Regions from separate parts of the Gossypium hirsutum genome. Here region 1 is linked to region 2. The links are chromatin contacts, called in public Hi-C maps. All regions are on one chromosome and are shown on one strand. The core of a region is the stretch at or near the end of the contact, and the rest is flanking DNA. Distances in the headings are between cores, read along the strand shown.

The links. A called contact is a pair of places that touch in the nucleus more often than the background predicts.
Region 1: a Hi-C map of leaf shows a contact between it and region 2, with 2.0 times the contacts expected there. The contact joins the promoter of LOC107910596 here to the promoter of LOC107910181 in region 2. A contact is called at or near these places in 2 of 34 Hi-C or Micro-C datasets (both in leaf).

What each region holds. Positions count from the first base shown.
Region 1 is chrD02:37,338,621-37,344,922 of Gossypium_hirsutum_v2.1, forward strand. It overlaps LOC107910596 (protein NO VEIN), which reads right to left and starts at 2,768. Exons shown (of 13, transcript XM_016838482.2): 1 at 2,187-2,768; 2 at 1,093-1,427; 3 at 1-378. The coding sequence starts at 2,708.
Region 2 is chrD02:36,992,491-36,998,947 of Gossypium_hirsutum_v2.1, forward strand. It overlaps LOC107910181, which reads left to right and starts at 2,203. Exons shown (of 4, transcript XM_016837960.2): 1 at 2,203-2,493; 2 at 3,183-3,386; 3 at 4,454-6,457. The coding sequence starts at 2,457.

The sequences.
Region 1 (6,302 bases), core at 1,518-4,017, 350 kb after region 2:
GGCATTCTATCTTTCAAGCCAAGCCTTATCAACTCTTCTGCTGCAGAAGGGTAAGGACAACTACTAACCCGATCAGAGCTACTAATAACTTCTGATGGCAACTCTGAGTCACTGCCTTCATCATTGTCATTCCTTTCATGTTCATGAGCACTGTCACTGGCATCTTCCTCCTCTGTGCTTGAGGAATCAAATCGTATATGCTTGCCACAAAAATCCTTGTGTACTGACATAAATGACTCAACTTGCTGTGATATGTTCATATATCGTTCTTTTAGCTTAAGACCCTTGCAATGTTTTCTTAGCTTCAGCCCCTTTTGGCATTTCTTTACCTCAAAGTCTCTCTTTCCCTCAGCCTTCTTGATAAAACTAGTATACATCCTATGATCACAACAGTAACAATTTCAATATACTATAATATCAGATTTGCTGTCAAATTAGGATGTGGTCAGTGAATATGACACTATAAGATGTGGTAGGCTATCAGAAGTTGACTTCATAAGGTAATGTATTCAAATGAATGATGTTAATGCCCAATTAAGCCTTAGAAAAAGATTATAGGATATCAGATAGAAACTGGAAAGAAACAAAACATGTAACAATTCACCAAAAGGATATCATACAGAGAGTAACATAAAATTAATCATGCAATAAACAAATTATAGGATGTCATATAGAAAGAAAAAAGAAACAAACCATGAAAGTAACATTAGGTTTTTAATTTAAGAAGAAAGTTCTTAAAGTGTAATAGATTTGTAAGCTATGAAGAAAAAAAAGCCAACTCCGCTTCTGTTAAGGATAACGATAAATTATTTTATTACTGTATTAATGAAAATTTTATCAGGTCATAATTATCTAAAATGTGCCTTTGAAGCAACAACCAAGACATTGGAGGTTGTAATCTATAAGCATTATAAACTAATTTTTGAGAAAACAACGCCACATCCCTAAAAGCAAATACCAAAATCAAAATTAGCCATGTTTGTTCGAAACTGTTCTATGAAGTTCTCAAGGCACTGGTTTCTATCAGTGCATCAGACTTTTCCTACTTCTTTCTTTCTAGTTAAAGGAAGTACAGAGATATGGAATACATACGCCAAGCTCCGAATACGCACACCAAGCTTTTCCTTGCTTGTGGCAGCTTGCTTATCAGCAACAAACTCCAGAAATTCATCAATAAGAATTTCTTGATTTTTGTGGCCGTCAATGAATTCATGGATGTGAGCAATTATGTCCTCACTTGTTATTTTAAACACTTCTGTACAATTTTTAACTGAAAAATAACGCAAGATAAGTGGATGACGAAGCAAAGGGCCAAGCTCCAGCTTCTCATATGTCCTAACACCCTCATTCTCACATATTGCCAGCTCCAACTCATACAATGTAGTAATTCTTCGTACTCCAGCAAAACATTGGATAAATGCATTTACCTAGAAAATAGATGAAGAAAGCAAGAAATTAGAAAAAGAATAAAAAAAGAAAGAAAAATAACCATTATGTTTCAAATAATATATAATTTAGCCTTCATTTGGCATCTTGCACCGATAAAAAATGGGCAGTAGAAAATTTCAATTTGTCTACTACACATGAAAAGCTCCTTTCCATGTAGATAGCGAAATATGCCCTGCCTGTCCCCTTGAAAGGAAAAACTAAGAAACACCAGTTATTTAAGTCAGTAATTCCAACTTTCTAATGAATGTCTTCAACTCTCAGAATACAAAAAAAAAAAAACCAGCCTTAAGGCTTTGTTTAGCGTGTCTGCTACTTACGTTTCCACAGTTGCTTGCTTGTAATTAAACAAAAGAAAATTGTAAAAATGCAAGATTTTAACTGATTAAAAATAATAAAAAAAGGATCAAAATATTAAAATGCTATACCCCTTCTGGCATAACTATTCTAATCCAAAGAAAAACATGCATTTCATTCTGCAAAGATTATTGGCATCATATCTTTTGACTCTTCAGAAGTATTCTTTGCTTTCTGGTTCAAACATGCTTTCTATATCTCTTTGAGAAGTATGATTTGAACCCTAATCTTATAAAAATCATTACCAGCAACAATAAGCAAAGCATCCAAATGTCCCTATTCCATCAAAGGATTTCAACATTCTTATAGCCACTAAAATTGCAAAATACATGTATTAAGCATGTATGTATATAAAAGATATATCATCTGTGTATTGTAATTACCCTTCCTTCAATGGCCATAAGCCTTTGAAGAGACGGAATCCCCTGCATGTCCAATCCTAACGAGCTCCATGAGTCAGCCTGCAGGGCTACCAAGGCTGCCTCCGAAACTTTCCATGCCGTAACACTATTTCCGGTAGCAATAAGCTCACGCCACGCCTGGTTCACAGCCTGGTTTGCTCTTTCCTGGACTTCCTTCGGGACTTGGCCAGAGGCGGCGCTGCCTCTATGGTTGTGGAGCTGACTTTGGCTGCTGCTGGGGTTATTGACCTGTTGTGGTTGTGGTTGGGGGATAATAGAGTTTTGAGGAAGGGAATAAGCATTAGAGTTTTGGAAGAAGAAATTGTTAGGGCTTTGTTGCAGAGCAAAGTTTGGTTGGACTGGAGTTATAAGGGCCTGGAGGAATTGGAGAACGTTGGGGTCTTGGAGAGCGAAGTTTGGATTTGAAGGTTCGAATGGTGGTTGAGATGGAGGATGGCCGCCAGGGGGGCGGAAGGGACGGTGGCCGTTATGGCGACCGCGCATCTTGAAAGGAAAGAAGGATGTAGGTTTAGGGAGGGATTAGCATTGTCAGCTTTGCGTATTATATACTGTGACGATTTATTTGGATTTTTATCTTAGAATTCTTTTATTTTCGTATTCACTTAAATTAAAACTATTTAAAAAAACAAAAAAAAAAGTCATACATAAGCTATTAATTTCATCAAAATAGGATATCATTCAATAAAAACATGATAGGGTAACATGCTCTTAGACATTATACACTTTTTGAGATAAAATTAACATTTTAAATTCTACTTTTGAATAAAAAAACTTTAAATATCTAAATGAAAAACAATATAATTTGGAATCGACATTTTATATTCAAACTCGAGTAAGATAAAAAGCATTCGGTAAAAGTAACTTTGTTTTTTTACTATTCAACTATAAAAATATATGGAATAGTCCAAAAATTCTATTTAAAAACCAATCATTTCAATTTTATGCACTCAATTGAACCCTAAACTTATAAAATTGATCCACATTAACACCATTGATGATGTGGTAGTACCACATCAACAAAAAATACAAAAAAAATAAAATTTAAAAAAAAAATATTTTGAAAATTCAAGTAAAAACAAATGGTTGTCCATGTTCATTCTAAAATTAAAAAAAAAAAACCCATAAGAATGGCTTAATGGTATAAAAGGGACTCGAAGAATTTCAAAAAATCAAAAAAGTCCCTCCTAACTTTTTACATCCAATTGAACCCCTAAACTTACAAAATTGACAAATTCAGCTCTTTCATTGATGTTATAAAAATTACAAAAACCAAAATTTTAAAAAACTATTAAAAAATATTGATCAATTAGTAAATTATAAAAAAATCCAAATTTTGTAAAAAAATTTCCTTAAAATAAAAATAATTAAAAATTATAAAAATAGAAAAAAAATATACGTTTATAAAATTTTAAAATTTATAAAAAAAATCATTATACGATTTTTATAAAATTTTATATTTTTATCATTTTTATAATTATTTTTATAAATATTATCAATATTGAATTTTTATAATTTTTATGATTTTTTATAATTTCAAAATGAATATGGATAAATGGGTATCCAAATTTATCTGACAATCATTTGTCTAGATTCTTTCTGAACTTGAAATTTAATATTTTTTTTTGAAAATTTTGATTTTTTTTACTGATGTGGCATTGATACTAAAGTGGACCATCACGTTAGTACATGTTGGCTAGCTTAGCAGCCATAAATGGTCACGTAAAGACTCCGTTAGAAATTAACAGTCAAAGTTAGTCAAAAGGTCAATTTAATCAAGTTTGTAAGTTTAGGAACTCAATTGAATGCAAAAACTTAAAAGGGTTAATTGATTTTTTTTTAATTCTTCAAAGCCCTTTTCTACCATAAGCCTAAGAAAATTTATAGAAATTATTAGAAAAAAGTAAAAATTATTTTAAAATTTCAAAATTATTAAAAATTCCCTTAAAAATAAAAGTAATTAAAAATTATAAGAAAACATATAAAAATTATAAAAATGGTATAATGAAAATTATCAAATACTTTGAAGTATTTAATAGGTTGCATCTATCTATTAAATATTATATGAAGATTGGAGTAATGATATTAGAATAATAATCATATAATGAAAATTACAATATAATGACCGAATTTAAATTCTAATATTTTAAAAGTTACATACTATCATCCATAGGATAGCAAAACAAAAAACAAAAAAACTGAATTCGATGAGTTTTTGATTCGTTAGAGTTAGAATTTTTTTTTTTTGAAAAAATCAGGTTGAACACGAGTCATGTCGGTTGAAATTAGAAAAATAGTCAGGTCGAGTAGGGATTGGGTTTGAGGTCAATCAATCCCACCCCGTCTCGAGATATTTACAAATTGTCATTGATATATATATTGAACAGTTTTATTATAGGTTTTGATCATATTTGTTCTTTTTTACACAATGTCTTAAACTAGGCATAGCCCCTCCCTAACTCATAAATAGGATTATAATACGTTTTAGCGCACTCAAACTCACATCTATATTAACAACAATGCCTATGCCAATCGAGTTAAGACTCAATCGGCTTAATTTTTTACTTTTAATAAATATATATTAAGTTTTAAGTCTAAACTAAAAAAAATAAATTTATTTGTTTCAAAATAAAAAATTTAAAATTGTTATCTTATGTTAATCAAGTTTTAATTCGATTGGCATCGGTATTATTGTCAATAAAAGAGAACGTGGGTTAAAGTGCGCTGAAATACATTATCTTCCTATTTAAGGGTTGGCAGAGGCTGTAAACATTGTATAAAAGTATATATATGATAAGAACCTATACTAAAATTAATGTTAAAAAAATAAAAAATAAAAAGTTGTGAAAGACCATGGAAATCGCAAGAATTCAAACTAAGTAAAACAACTAAGAAATTTAAAAAAAAAATTCAAGTAATGAAAGTTCAATCCCTTTCATAAAGGCTACAACTCGAAATTTTCAATCTAATGAAACTCTCTTCAATTAAATTCAATATTTTTAAAGTATAAATTAAAAATATCGCTGTACTCCTTTTATAATTTTTAAAATTTTAAATTATTTATATTTTATAATAATTTTATTTTTTATTATAAATTTTTGACTTTTTATAAATTTTTAATTTTTTAGAATGTCAAAATATTTTTTTTATTTTTCAAAAAATTTTGATTTTTTTTTATTTTTTGCTAGGGTGGCAATGCCATGATAGCAATCGATGTTGATGCAAATTACCACACTAGCACCCATTGGCTAACTCAACAACCGTTAACAGCCATGTTAGCAAATTCGTTAAAAAATTAACATTCAACATGAGTCAAAGGGCCAATTGATTGAAATTATTATAAGATATTTTATATTATTGTATTAAATAATTATTAAAGTAAATAGGAAAGTTTCGTTTTCTTACAATTTGGTCCTCCTCCATGAGAACTATAAGTCTCCACCCAAAATCTTTGATTTCTAAGGAAATTTTTAAATGAAATCAAGTCCCTAACAACATCAAAATTTTAGTTTTCAGTATGGAATTCATGAGCTCATGGGTGAACGTGAGAGGAAGTTAAGAAAATGTGAGAAATCAAGGTGATAAGGTAAAAGACCAAGTATTCTCTTGTGAATATTGTGTTTATTGAAGTAGAAACAAAGAGATAATGATTTATAGCATGAATATTGATTATGTTTATGTTGTGTTCATGAAGAGAAAGAGAAAGAAAATGATAAAAGTGTTATGGACAAAGGAAAAGAAGTGCAAAAGAGTCAAAAGGAAGAAAAGTTAAGCAAAGGAAGTGAAAACCTAGCAAAAATAGGTAAGTATTCCTCATTCTATGAGGATAACACACTTATAACAAGGTCATTGGACAACCACTGATTGAGGTTCTTTTGTAATGATATGATGTTGGGGAGAGCTCAGTCACAATATTATAGTGAAATGACTTTGTGACTAAATGAGTTTCTAATTAATAGGCGAAAAGATGAAACTTAATTATAAATCATTTAAGCCTCGATCACATATGTCTAATCGATCATTTCATTAACTCACTGAAACTAGAAATGAATTGCATGTTGAATCAAATGAACAGAAATG
Region 2 (6,457 bases), core at 953-3,452:
ATCCTACTTCCAAAAGAAATTAGAAATCATACTCAGAATCCAACAACAAATTCAAGTGTTAGAAGGAATTCATCACCCGAATCAAAGGTCCTGCTGAATTTGATATGTGGCATTCCTAGCACAAGATCCCACAGGGAAAGTGTGGTAGGACTCCAAAACCCTGCAATGAAGTCATCTGGTCGAGCAATGCTTGCAATCCTCCGGGATGGATGGTTTGGTTTTGGTGGCGAAAGATCAGTAGGGAAACAATGTTGTTCAAAGAGCATTGAATTGTCTACAACATGGATATGGAAGTTGAAATCTGTGCAATAAACATTATCTGTGCTGCCTGTATTTCACCAAATTTTGTAATTTAAGTCTTATATCGAATCTTAGTTCTAAGATTAATGCTGTCGACTGTTTCCATTAAAGAATGAAATTTTCATGTGATGGTTTCTGAAAACTCTGTTAATTATGTTGAAATTATATAATAAGAAACCTAAGGCTAAGGACGGGGAACCCAAAAAAAAAAAAAAAAACCCTTTCCATTTCTCCCTACGCTCTTCCTCTCTCCCCATTTCTCCCACATTATCCCAAGAGAAGCTTAGATTTGAAAAAGCTTGAGCCATTTTCACTTGGAAAGTGTTGTTGTTTTTAATAAATGAATTGTTTTTGTCTGTTAATCTCTAACAATGGATTCGTTTTTCATTTTTGGGTTCTTTTTTAATCTGTTTAAATTTATTTTTTTTGAAAATATTTATGTATCTTTATTTTTTTTAGAATTAGGATTCATCATTTGTAAATTTTGAGGATTATTTTTTGAAATTATGACTAAATTGATATAATATGTAAAAATTAAAAGCTAAATTTATTATTATACTAATTTTTTAATTACCATGTCACCTTGCAATTAACAAAAATGGATAATAAAAACAATCTTATTAGTTGGATAACCAATTTTAGAAAAGTTATAATTGGGTGAGAAAAAAATAAATTTATAATTGCGTGATCAATTTTAAAAAATTAATAATTGAATGATTAAAATAGAAAATAGCCCATAGTTGGATGACTTGTAGTATAGTTTACCCAATTTTCTTTCGTCTGACCCCGCGTGGGAAAAGGAGACGTCAGTCAAAGAATGGGTAGGTCCACGTGCAACCATAGTTTTAATCACCTGCTACAGCTACTACCTTACATCTTTCACTTCACACTCTTCAATTATTACACTCCATTTAATTTTAGATTAATTAAATTCCCGTTTTGCTATCAAATTAATAAATTCATGTATCTCAGTCTAGCTCATAGATTTAGATGAATTTTTTTAATATAAAATTTTCGGTTTTCAAACTCACATATTCGGGTTGAAATTATATATATATATTTCAAGCGCGCATATATTCAAGTAGGTTAAAAATATTAGTTTCACTCAAACTATCTATTTTTATACATATATATTTTATGAAACCATTAGAGTCTCTCTACTCCCTCCTTCATAAATTAATCTTTATATTTTAGATGGAGTAATATAATTCATCAATTAAATTAAATTTTTAAATGCTGATTTTGGCATTTTATATATAAAGAATAATAATAAATTTAGTTTATTGACATTTTTATTCAATTGGCCCTTATTTTTTTATTTAAAATATATTGACCCTCAATCTTTACTATTCTATCTTATATAAAACAGAATCAACAGATAACTTATAAATTATTAAAATTTTGAAAAAAATCATAAATAAATAGTGATAAAAAAGAATTACAAAAGTTTTTCATTATTCAATGAAAATTCTAAAAATAAAAATGCACAAGAGTGACATGTTAGTTGAAATGTTGAGAGTATGGATTAAATTTAATAAAGATGTAACCCCCAAATAAGCATTTAACTTTAAAGTACAATTTCTTATCTGATTGCTCTCTATCCATTATTATTAATAATTTTATTTTAACAACTGTCGATCGAATTAAAGGATTTGTTTTAGTGTTTTTTTATAATTATAAATTTTTTAAAATTTTTTTTATTTCGTTCTTCAATAAAAAGGTCCACTTTTGAGTTCAAAACTTTAAAAGTACAATTTTGACGATATCTTTTCATCAGATGTATGCAATCCATTTGCCATTTTTTTCAATAAAAAATCCCAAATGAAATATAGGATAGACTACTATACTACTTTTACCACAAAACCTACTATATTTTCAATCATTACATTCTAATATTATTATTTTAATATTTGGATTGGCCAAAAAAAGAACCCAACTCATTTTTTTTGTAAAATGAGATGCATTCAACTGAAATGGGATTGGATTATGTATTCACTTTCACATTACTTACTTCATACAACTTTCATTAATAAGTCAATCTCCTCTCTTCTTGCCTTAAAATCAATTTCTTCTCTCTTTTTCTTCCTCACTGTTTCTCTGTATTTTCTCATATCTAAACACTCTCTACTTTTTGCTTCTTCTTCATCTCTTTTGTTATGGATAATCAAGGCCATGGAAAGAATCGATCCTCAGGTTTTTCTTTTTTCCTTTCCTTTTTTTTCTTCAAAATTTTTAATGATTTTTATTTTTTATTTAATAATTTTCTGGGCTTGTTGAAGTTGTCTGTTTGTCTTTCCCGTGTTTTCTTGTTTATTACAATATATGTATAAAAACTTTTGTTTTTGTTTTCATGGATGATGGATATATCATCATTTTCTAGGCTGGTTAAAGTTGTTTGACTTTTTTTTGTCCTGGAAAAAGATTACCAACTTTCTGGGCTTTCTTGTTTCTTTTATATAAATAATTTTTTCAATGGAAATGAAGTGAAATTAATGGCAGATTGAAGAAAAAGTTATTCTAGTTTCTTTCATAAGAAACAAGAAAGTCCAGAAAGTTGGTAATGTTTTCCCGAAAAAAAAAAGTCAAACAACTTTAACCAGCCTAGAAAATGATGATATATCCATCATCCATGAAAATAAAAACTAAAGTATGTATGTATGTATGTATGTATGTATGTATGTATGTGTTGTTTTTCTTTTCCCTCTGGTTTCTAAACTAAAGAATATCTTTCCTTCATTTTTATGGTTTTTTTTTAAAAAAATTCTGATTATATATTTTCTCAATACTTCCGATTGACGATTTTTTTTCCTCAGAAACCGATTTCGATTTTCTCCATTTTTGTTGTCATTCCTAATTGAATGTACGGATTTTGGTGAATCCAGTTGAGGCGAAGATTATGGAAAGGCGTGGTTGGGAGAAAAGTATCAGAGGAGTCGGAGCAATGTCGAATAGATCAGAAATAGAAGTATTTTCGGATGCGGCAACGGAATTTCATGATGGCGAATTAGGTTGGAGTACGGATATTGTCAGCCAAGCCGACAAGGATCTTGCTTCCGCCATTTCTTTCAAAGATTGTGAAGATTTCGGTAATTCACAATAAATCTCTATTACCACTTTTTGATGTTGGACTTGGATTTGGCTACAAGTGTCGGATGGAGGAATTTTGGAAGTTACTCCTTTATGCCCATGTCTCGATACTAGAGTATTTTTAAATGTGACCCCTTTATATACATGTGTCAATGCATATATCACACAAAGAAAATTTGAAGTATCCATATTCGGATAAATGCTCGAATCTATTGCGAACAATGTCGATACTATGTAGGCTAATACTCATATTATTTTATTAGTAATGTTTTGCTCGTTATTCGGAGAAGCGTTAGGTATGGTTATGTGCCTGATGTAAGTATGTATATCCGATTTAACCATGTCTAGAAGAAGTTGCTCGTACTTTAATTCAGTTTGGATTGCGGTTTTTTCTGAACCAGTTTACGTCTACTTATCATAAAGTTTTGCATTAGAATTTACTGCTTTGTGTGATTAAGGCTAAGTTGTTTGAATTTTTTAATTTTCTCAAAGAATCCATGGCTGATGTATATCTGGAAATGAGTATGGGATATGATGTTCCAAGAATCCTCCAAATACGTAGAGATCTTGGAAAGAAGTTGAATACTCATGTTAGATACATACCAATAGGGTGAGCAAAAATCGGTTATAATAGACCTAATTGACCCATTCTGTTAAGTCGGCGGTTATGGTCTCACAGTTAAGATGGTTAGGTTAGTGAGTTATCGGTTATTAAAATTCATACCTAAACCAATCAACTTAGCCGAATTAATATATATATCATTTTTATTTATTTCTATAATATATAAAAAAATTAAGTTATTCGGTCTGTTCGATTAACATTGAAGGTTGTTGGTTAAGTTCAAAAAACCGACCAAACTGATTGATAAAACCAAATACTCACCCCTACATACCAATGTCCTCACAACCGAGCATATAATGAGCTAAACTTGCCAAACTGTAGCACAGATATAAAAGAAATGAAATTCTGATCAAGTTCAAAGTGATTTTTGGGTATCGGTTGAGGTGGTAATACAACATTACTTTTGATCTAGTTTTAACAATTTGGTTTCATTTACATATGCAGATATCCTTCAATCACCACGGAATTCAGTTGATGGAAGCCAAAATGAAAATCCTGTTCCAAAAAGCATGCCTGTTCTGCCAGTGGGCACATCCGGGCACCATGATGTTGGTTTGAGCTATAGTAAAGATTCCGAGGATAAAAACAGCTCTGCTAGTGATGTGGTCTCAATCGAAACGGAAACACTAAAGGGTATCTCTGAAGAGAGTAGGAAAGTCAATGCTGGTGTTAGTGTAGCAGCTTGCTCTGTTGGGCAAGCAACTGATGCCAATGAGAACGAAGGAAGCAAGTTTAACGAAAACCTATCGAGTGCCTTGGTTTTGCCTAGCAAACATGCTGGCAAAATATCTGAAACAGAATCTATCTCGGAAACGAGACTGGACGAAACTTCAGATATGTCTTCTAAGACATGCATGAGTGGAAACGGTGAGCATGAGACTGATGGAAAGGGAAACCCTGGAATTAGTTTTGAAGAAAATTTAATGGATGCAGGTCTGAAATCCGAAAATGCTGAGGATTTAATTTCAGAGACTGTTTTGGCTGACAAAATTGTGGAATTAGAGGAAAATAGTGACAATTTGGCTCTCAACATGGTCATTGATGATCTTTCGTCCAAAGCTGAATCTACAAATTATAAGAATGTGTCTACGGGTACCTTTGAATTACAGACTGATGCAGCACACGGTACAGACTCTTCCATTGATGTCGATTCAAATGAGGTCAATGAAAAAAAGGAAAAAAAAAAAGAAAGTGGTTATGTGCTCTGCAGTCCTGATGATATTCCTGTTGTAGATGATGCTGAAATCAAGCTTGAAGGTTTTAAAGATCATACGAGAGTGAATTTACCTCAATTGGAGACCTTAGCTTCTAAAGAAATAATTGTTGATAAGGAAGACGAAGTCAAAGACCATGTTTCACAGGAGAAGTCTGATACATTTGTGTCTAATCCAATGGATGAAGAAATCGCTATTGAAGATAGCTATAAACTTAGTGGAAATAATGAAGCTATCATTGAAGAAGTGTTCGTGATTGGGAATGCTGATGTGATTCAGATCGATAGAGCGTCCGATGCATTAGTTGATGCTGATACAACTGAGAATGAGAAGGATCGGGTAGTCCAGTCTCTCAAAGAACAGCAGCTGCTCAATGTTGCAGATGAGTTAAATAAAGGGTCCAATGTGTTGTCTCCTCTTGACGCTGATACAACTGAGAATGAGAAGGATCAGGAAGTCCTGTCTCTCAAAGAACAGCAACCGGTCTATGTTGCTGATGATTTGCAAAGGATGGGATTTCAAGGAAGCATGCTAAATGATGTACCTGATGTGAAACCTATGGTTACAGATGCTGATGTAGAGGCTGGAAAGTTAAACAATGTTGTTGGAGATGAAAATTATGTGAAAAACATGAGAACATCATGTGAATCAACGGATAGTTCTTCACTATTGCATGCTAATCAAGCATTTCATTTACTTGAAGTTGAGGACACTGATGATATTGGGACAAGAAAAACTGAAAAATCTGACATCAATGAAGTTGAAAGTGGAGAAGGACCGGAGGAGGGATATATTTCTACAAAGATGGACTCTACATCCGAATCGACTAGCACTCATCACCAATCTGCTATTGTCACCGAGGAAGTGAATGAGACTGAAGGCCTGCAGTCAGATAGTGTTTCTAACAGTGAAGATTACAAAAAGGAACCTGAAATAAGTAAGGGTAACAAAGTACATGGAGAGTGTGCAGCCGAAGATCTTATGGCTTCTGCCGTAGACAGTAGTGAACGAAATGAGTTTGAGAGAACATCAGTCAACCAGTTGAAAAAAGAGTTGGTACATTCTGGTCCTGTCAATGATAGTCATAACAGAGAGTCCGGAGTGGCTGCTTCTCAGGCTAGTGCTGCAATTTTGCAAGGGGAAGTCAAAAATGGATCTTCTAAACCTCAACTCAATACAACTGTAGGCGATTTTTTGATTGAATCAAATAGTCAAACTGATAGTTTGGAAGGCC